Linked DNA regions of Mus musculus: region 1 is linked to region 2. A link is a contact called in public HiChIP or PLAC-seq data. All regions are on one chromosome and are shown on one strand. The core of a region is the stretch at or near the end of the contact, and the rest is flanking DNA. Distances in the headings are between cores, read along the strand shown.

Region 1 (3,500 bases), core at 134-2,633, 150 kb before region 2:
GGCTGGCAAGGTGAAGTACCTTGGCTCTGTTAGAATACCATGAATTTGAATTACTTCTCAAATTTGGTTTGTTTTGGTTTGTTTGTTTGTCATCTCTTCCGATTCTTTTAATAGTATCTCCATTCTATATTTAAAACAAATAGGCTTTGAATCTTTTAGATTACTCCTAGACTGTCTGAACTTTTTAAAAAAGACAGTTCTTTAGGTGAATTGGGTGAACTAACCAGGTTTATATTGAACTAACTAAATCTTATCAGGGTCAGGATCGGGGGAGGGGAGACAAGAGAGGCATTTGCCTGAAGTAAAAATCTAAGGAGTGCAAAAGAGGGAGAATTTCAGTAATGAGTAAAGATGATGATGTGGATGAAGACTGATGGCGACATCTGCTCAGGGGTCTGCTTGTACCCCCAGCTGGCCTGGAATGTTCTATATTGAACAGAGTAGCCAGCAACGCTCAGCAGCCTCTCAGCCTCTGCCTCCCAAGTGCTGGGATTACAAGTGTTCCACCGTACATAGCTCTGCATATAATTTTAGAGTCATTTCTCTCCCTCTCATTCCCCCTTCTTTTCAAGATAGGAACTCATTTCATTACCCACGATGGTCTGGAATTTGTGTCCTCAATTAATCCTCCTGCCTCAGCATCCCATGTAGCCTGGCGAGCAAAGGGAAGCGCAGACCTGGGACCCCGTTCCCAACTCTGGGTGGTACGCCAGCTGCCCCGGGTACACAGGAGACGGAACCACAGCAATCGCCCCAGGCTCCGCTGTTTCCCACTCCAGGAAAACACAGACTGAGGGCCCCCATTACAGACTCTGTTTTGTCTCCTCTGAGCTCTCTGCTGGCGCTCCCTGCACCCCAGCGAGGCAGACGTGCAGCCTGGCAAGACTCCGTGACTGTGGCAACTCTTATAAAGGGAAACATTTATTTGGGGCTGACTTACATAATGACAATGGACAAAACTTCTGACAGACATGGTGAAATAGCTGAGTGGCCTACATCAGGACCTGTAGGCAGTGAGGGGCCTAGTCTCTCTCTCTCTCTCTCTCTCTCTCTCTCTCTCTCTCTCTCTCTCTCTCAAGATTTACTTATTTATAATTATGTATACCGCATTCTGCCTGCATGTATGCCTGCAGGCCAGAAGGGGGCACCAGATCTCATTATAGATGGCTCTGAGCCACCATGTGGGTGCTGGGAATTGAACTCAGGACCTCTAGGAAGACCAGACAGTGCTCTTAACCCTGGTTTAGGCTTTTGAAATCTCAAAGCCACGCCCTCTTCCAATACTTCCCCCAACAAGACCACACCCACCCCAACAAGGACACACCTCCCAATCCTTCTAAGCAGTGCTGCTCCCCAGTGACTAAGCATTCAAATAGATGAGTCTGAAGGGGCCATTTTCATTCACACCACCACATTAGAGAATATGCAGTTAAGAGAGTGATTGGGAGCTAGTCACAAAATAACAGGGGAGTTTGGTTTGCCTACTGCTCCCTTGTGTTTCCTTATTTTTCCCCCCATGGATTAACGCCTGTGGAGCAGACTGGTCCTCAGAACAAGCAGGAGGGTCTCCTCCAGCCTTATCAATTACCCAACATTTGCACTGTCCTCAGGGAGGTGATAATAGAAAGCAACAGAGAACTATCATACAATTGTGACCACACAGTCTGCTGTGAAAAGAGGAAGTAGAACCAGTGGGTGAGAAAGGATTGGATCTGCAAGGGCTCCTGCAGCCTGATGAGGCGACTGGAAGGCTCCCAGGGTGGAGAGCCTCTCCGCCCACAGGGAGGAGAGACCCCAGACTGTGAAGGAAAACCAGAGGAACTCACCCTGCACAACACTATTCCCTTAGGGGACTTTAGGGGAACATCGTGTATCTTCTGGCAAAGCATGGACATCAGATACTGCTGCAGATCATTCACTTGGATAGATCGTGTGCGGGGATCACGTATCCGCCGTTCTGCTGACCCAGAAACTGCACGCGCGGTCCTTAGCACCTGCTCATGTCTGTTCATGAACTTGGCTCTTTTGTTGGAAACTCAGTGGAGTTTTTGTGGACTCTTGGAGCCTGTGCGGCTTAGGCAGGGGACATCATATCAGCTATGGCTGACAGCCTGCTATATGCCAAGTGCGTGCTTGGTAATCTATCTGTTTCTCTCAAATCCTCACAATAAACCCCTTAGGTGAGTTTGCACTCCTGCAAATGTAAAAACAAAATTCAGGAGTTGTTACGCACATCATGGACCTATGACTTGAACATGGACCACAGGACTCCTACTATGTCCTAAGGCTCTTTCTCCTGCGTGAGGGTCCGCAGAGATATGGGGAAGTTGCCTCTGGGCCCAATTCTGCACTAATAGCATTGGCCTTGGTGGCTGCCCTTGAGGTGGGGGCATTTAAGATACATGGCTACATACAGAAAAGTAAAATGTATGTTCATATTCTCAAGGGAATTTGCTTTGTCATAGGTTAAAATATAGCACAGCAGTATGCTAAGGGTGTAAGGCTAAATATCACCTTAGTGTAAGTGGGAAAAAGAAGCTGAGAGAAGGAAGAGGAGGAAGAAGAAAGTAAGGAGAAGAAGTTAAAGTCCTCTGGTAACCTTATAAATCATAAGGAAGGTAGCTCTTACTTTTCTTGCTTTCCCAACTTTTAATCCCTTAGCGTTCTCTTCTTTCTTTTACTTAATATTGAAAGTTTTAATGTAAAAAAGACTAAGTCAAATGTTTAAAGCAATCATGTCATAACAATATGGCACCATTTCCATAATCAATGCCCATAAAATGGCATCAGTACAAAAATCTAAGCAAAGATAGTAGATTAGTAATTAGAGTATCAGGCAACGTTGACTTTAAGAGGAAGCTTTAGCAGGTAAAAGAAGGGCGTTTGACATAAACTTAAATATGCAATTCAAATTCACAAATTATAAAAATTCTTCACTTTTATATATATAATGGCCAATTTTTGTTTTTGGGTTTTTTTTTTGAAGACAGGGTTTCTCTGTGTAGCCCTGGCTATCCTGGAACTCACTCTGTAGACCAGGCCTGGAACTCAGAAATCTGCCTGCCTCTGCCTCCCGAGTGCTGGGATTAAAAGCGTGCGCCACCATGCCCAGCTTTGAATGGCTTAATTTTAACCTAATTTTTCCCCCCATCAACAAGCCAATTGGACAAACTCATTTACCCAAATTTACATGTAAGTAATGTAGGTAAACCAAAGCCATTATTCAGATGAGTAAATTCTATACGTTTTCATCATCTCTGTGATCAGGTTGCAAAGGACAAGCCTCTCTCTTTGCTTTTCCTGCCTTGATGATAATGGACTGAACCTCTGAACCTGTAAGCCAGCCCCAGTTAAACGTTGTCCTTTATGTGAGTTGCCTTGGTCTCGGTGTCTCTTCACAGCAGTGAAACCCTAACTAAGACAGCCATCTCCCCAGCACTGCCCTGCTCCAACCTGATCATGAACCAACCTCTAGCTCTGTAAACAGTTTTGCGTATGTC
Region 2 (3,656 bases), core at 673-3,172:
AGAGTTTGAAGACGAACTGATCAAAAGGAGGGAAGGGAGGAGAAGGAAAGAGAGGGAAGAAGACCGCTTTCCACTACTGCCCGAAATGTAGAGAAACACCAATTTATTTCTATCCTCTAAGCTAATCATGTGTAGAAATGACAGATGCTGCTTAGGGTTTTGTTTCACCAGTAGCCTGAGCCAACTCCACTCTTCCAGTCTCAGTCCAATGCCAATTCCTCCACAATGCCCTTCCTCCGGGCCTCAATCACACAGATTCCCTCTCCTCTCCCACCCCATTCTCGAAGTACCTATCACAGGTCACAATTAAATACTGGCCAAGTTTGGTTGGTGGTCAGTTATCCCCAGATGTAGTTTCCATGAAGACAGGGCTGTTGTCTCACTTCTGCATCTGAGGTGGAGCGCAGCACTTGACACAACCTAGTAGCTCAAGCTCACAATGGAAAGCCAACGGGAATGTAAAGGGTTGCGGTCCACTGTGGAAAGCAGAAAGACTACACCATCCTCATGGAACATGCTTAACTCTACAGACGGCGTCAACATGCTATAGAGCTAAGTCAACATGCTATAGAGATTCTTGCACATATGTTGGTTGTTCCACTATGCACACAGCCAAACGATAGGATCAACCTAGATGCCCATTAACAGAGAAATCCATAAAGAAAAGGGCATACACAGACTCATTGGAGAAGGAACTAAATGTCACTTGCAGAAGAGTGGATGGGACCGGGGAGAATGATGTTAATTAAAATAAACCAGACTCAAAGACAAACACTTCATTTTTTCTAGTATATAGAATGTAAGTAACATGCAAGCAAAAACAAGACTCTCTGGAGAAAGAGAAGGGGCTGTGGGCAGAATATGAGCAAAGTACAATGACATGTATTATGAAAACGTTGCATGAATCTTCTATTGCCAGGCATGGCGATGCGCAACGCCTGCCCCACCCCACCCCAAATCCTGGCATTCGAGGGTAGAGGCAGGAAGATCAAGAGTTCAAGTCCAGCCTGGGTTAGATGAAATTCCATCTACAGAAAGGAAAAGCAACATTGCTTTGAACACTAAAGAAAAAAAGAAAACAAAAGCAAAAACAAAACCAGAATTCATACGATGAAATTTAATTACAATAATCTAAAAAAGAAGAAGGAAAACCAGGGGCTAGGGCCAAGCCACTGCTTACCCAGGGGCCACACAAACGTCCCCCAGCCCTGAATTGTAAAGCAGTGGCCAGCGATGCTATTTGGCAGCTCACCATGGGTGACAGCACCAGCGCAGGCAAAGTCTTGACTCAGCAGACTTCTTCTGAGGTTCACTAGTTATCAGCCTGACCATCTTTCAGGGCCCTACCCAAATCAGGAAGACTTGCTAGCTTAAAGGGAGGGTTTGTGGTGTCCTGCTAAATCAGCCTTTATGGTGGGGTAGAAAAAGAAAAAGAACACTTGCTTGTGGTTCCTTAGTTCCCAGTTCTGTCTACTGGCACACACACACACACACACACTCACACACACACACACACACACACACACACACACACACACACACAGTCCCAGTCTGAGGCCTGTGCACAACAAACCACAAATTAAACAGACAGCCTCGGGTTTTTTCTGATTTTACACAAATTTTGATATTTATCTTTCTTTTCCACTCCCATTTACTTTACAACTGGACAGCCATGAGAAGAAGACCTGTCAAGCTACTCACCAACACACACTTACTTTTGGAGCACTAAACTCACCAACACACACTTTGTGAACATTACCTTCTCTCTGATTTTCCTCCAGACTCTCATAGAGCCGCAACAGTTAAAAATATGATGAGTCAGCCAAAGTACTGTTGTCCAAACACCCAAAGCACTCATAGGGTTTGCACAATCGCTAGGAATTTCCTAACAGGGTCGGAGTCTGACGGTTAGACGTTTCACCAGCATGTGACAGAATCTGCATCCACCACACAGAAAATGCACAACTGGGTTGAGAAGGTACCTCAGTCTACAGAGAGCTTCAAGCTTTGGGTTCCAACCGCAGCACTACATAGAACCAAGTACGGTGGCCCAGAGCTAGTGAGCACAAAGCCTGCTTGAGGGGGTGGGGAAGGAAGAAGAGGAGGGAGAAGAACAGGAGGAAGGGAAAGTGCAGAGCCCTGCACGCCCTCTAAATGCATCCAGAGCTTTGAAGATTGATTTTTAAAATACAAGAGCTCTACAAAGTGAGTTCCAGGACAGCCAGGGCTATACAGAAAAACCCTGTCTCGAAAAACCAAAAAAAAAAAAACCCAAACCAAACCAAACCAATAAAATACAAGAGCAATGCAGCCAGGCGTGGCGGTACACGCCTAACTCGAGCACATTCTAGCATGAGGAAGCATGATCTTCGTCACAGGCTTCTTCCAAATCAGCGTGGGCTAAAGAACAAGACTAGAAATGCAGATGTTCTGAGCGGCAATCAGGTCCTCCTTCCCTAGGACAGATGTTTCCAGAGAGTGAGGATCCACACTGCCTGGAGATTTTTATCTCCTCTCAGATACCAGCAGAACCCTCTCCAAGCTCCATCTAAAACACAAGCGGCCCCGAACTCAGAATGCAACACATGCTGTCCCTGCTCTCCCACTGTGTGTGAGTGTGTGTGTGTGTGTGTGAGTGTGTGAGTGTGTATGTGTGTGTGTGTGGGGGGGGTACGTATGGACAGAGACATCTCCACTGAGTGTATCTACTACACCTTGGGGGACAGGAGACTAGCACCAGGATCCCTTATTTTAAGACAGCCGAATAATGCCGAAAGCATTTAAGTGCACCCTACATCTAAGAATCCTTTTTTTTTTGCCATGACAATAAATAAATAAAAATTAAAGAAACCCATTTCTTCTCCTCTACAGCACACCCTTTTACACATTTTAACATTTCTCAAACAACCCATGGACCTGTTGATTCATTTTTAAAAGCTATCATTAAATTGCCAGCACTCTGTCTTTATACTCTGTAATCAAGTTCCTTCAAAGATAATCTGCAAAATGCACTGTATTTAAAGATACACTAAATCAATAGAAAGGTCACCTTGTCTACCTGGCTTAAGGACAAGAGGCAAAAGAGAGAGACTGGACTCTGGGATCAAGGTGTCTAAAGAAAAAAAAGAGGCAATCCCACCTGAGAAGCAGAACTGGGGGGAGGGGAGGAGCCTACAGGAATACAGACAGGAGAGGCCCTCCAGAAGGTTCCACGCCAAACCAAGATCCCTCTACTGTGAAGTACAGGGATAGCTCAAACTCCTGAGGCAGTTACCATTACAGTGCAGGGCCTTTCTCCTTGTCAGGACTAATTCTGGTCTCACCCAGTAGGATTCTTGGCTCTCCTCGTCTGTCTGAGTTAAGATCATTACTGCTGTGATAAAACATCATGACCAAAGCACCTTGGAGGTAGGTGAAAGGGTTTACTTGACTTACATGTCGGGAGTAACGACAGTCTACTGAAAGAAGCCAAGGCAGGAACTGTAACTGGGCAGGAACCTGGGGAGAGGAGCTGAGGCCCTGGAAGGGTGCTGCTTACTGGCTTGCTTCCCATGGCTTGTTCAGCCTGCTTCCTTATAGCATCCAGGACCACCGGCCTAGCTGTGGCACCACCCATAGTTGCCTGGGCTCTTTCCATCACCCACTAATTAAGAAAA

What was found. HiChIP or PLAC-seq counts read pairs in DNA pulled down with a chosen protein or histone mark.
Region 1: a contact with region 2 is called in an H3K4me3 HiChIP or PLAC-seq map of bone marrow-derived macrophages, with 4 times the contacts expected there. The contact joins two enhancer-like sites. A contact is called at or near these places in 4 of 484 Hi-C or Micro-C datasets (the G1E-ER4 cell line, embryonic fibroblasts, hematopoietic stem and progenitor cells and 1 more), 3 of 115 datasets of contacts at active chromatin or transcription factors (bone marrow-derived macrophages, embryonic stem cells and microglia) and 3 of 9 other capture datasets (adipose tissue, liver and pancreatic islet).

Annotation. Positions count from the first base shown.
Region 1 is chr5:65,958,803-65,962,302 of GRCm38.p6, forward strand. It overlaps a transcript of Chrna9 not described here. Among named protein-coding and RNA genes, the nearest start is that of Chrna9, 6.6 kb to the right of the region's middle. Within about 2 kb of position 1,384, at least 41 of the 459 cell types and tissues checked have an H3K27ac peak or open chromatin away from gene starts, as enhancers often do. A contact at or near this core is called in the G1E-ER4 cell line, bone marrow-derived macrophages and hematopoietic stem and progenitor cells, where this site is marked.
Region 2 is chr5:66,104,244-66,107,899 of GRCm38.p6, forward strand. All of the region lies in intron 2 of Rbm47 (RNA binding motif protein 47), which reads right to left. Among named protein-coding and RNA genes, the nearest start is that of Gm26725, 45 kb to the right of the region's middle. Within about 2 kb of position 1,923, at least 82 of the 459 cell types and tissues checked have an H3K27ac peak or open chromatin away from gene starts, as enhancers often do. A contact at or near this core is called in the G1E-ER4 cell line, bone marrow-derived macrophages and hematopoietic stem and progenitor cells, where this site is marked.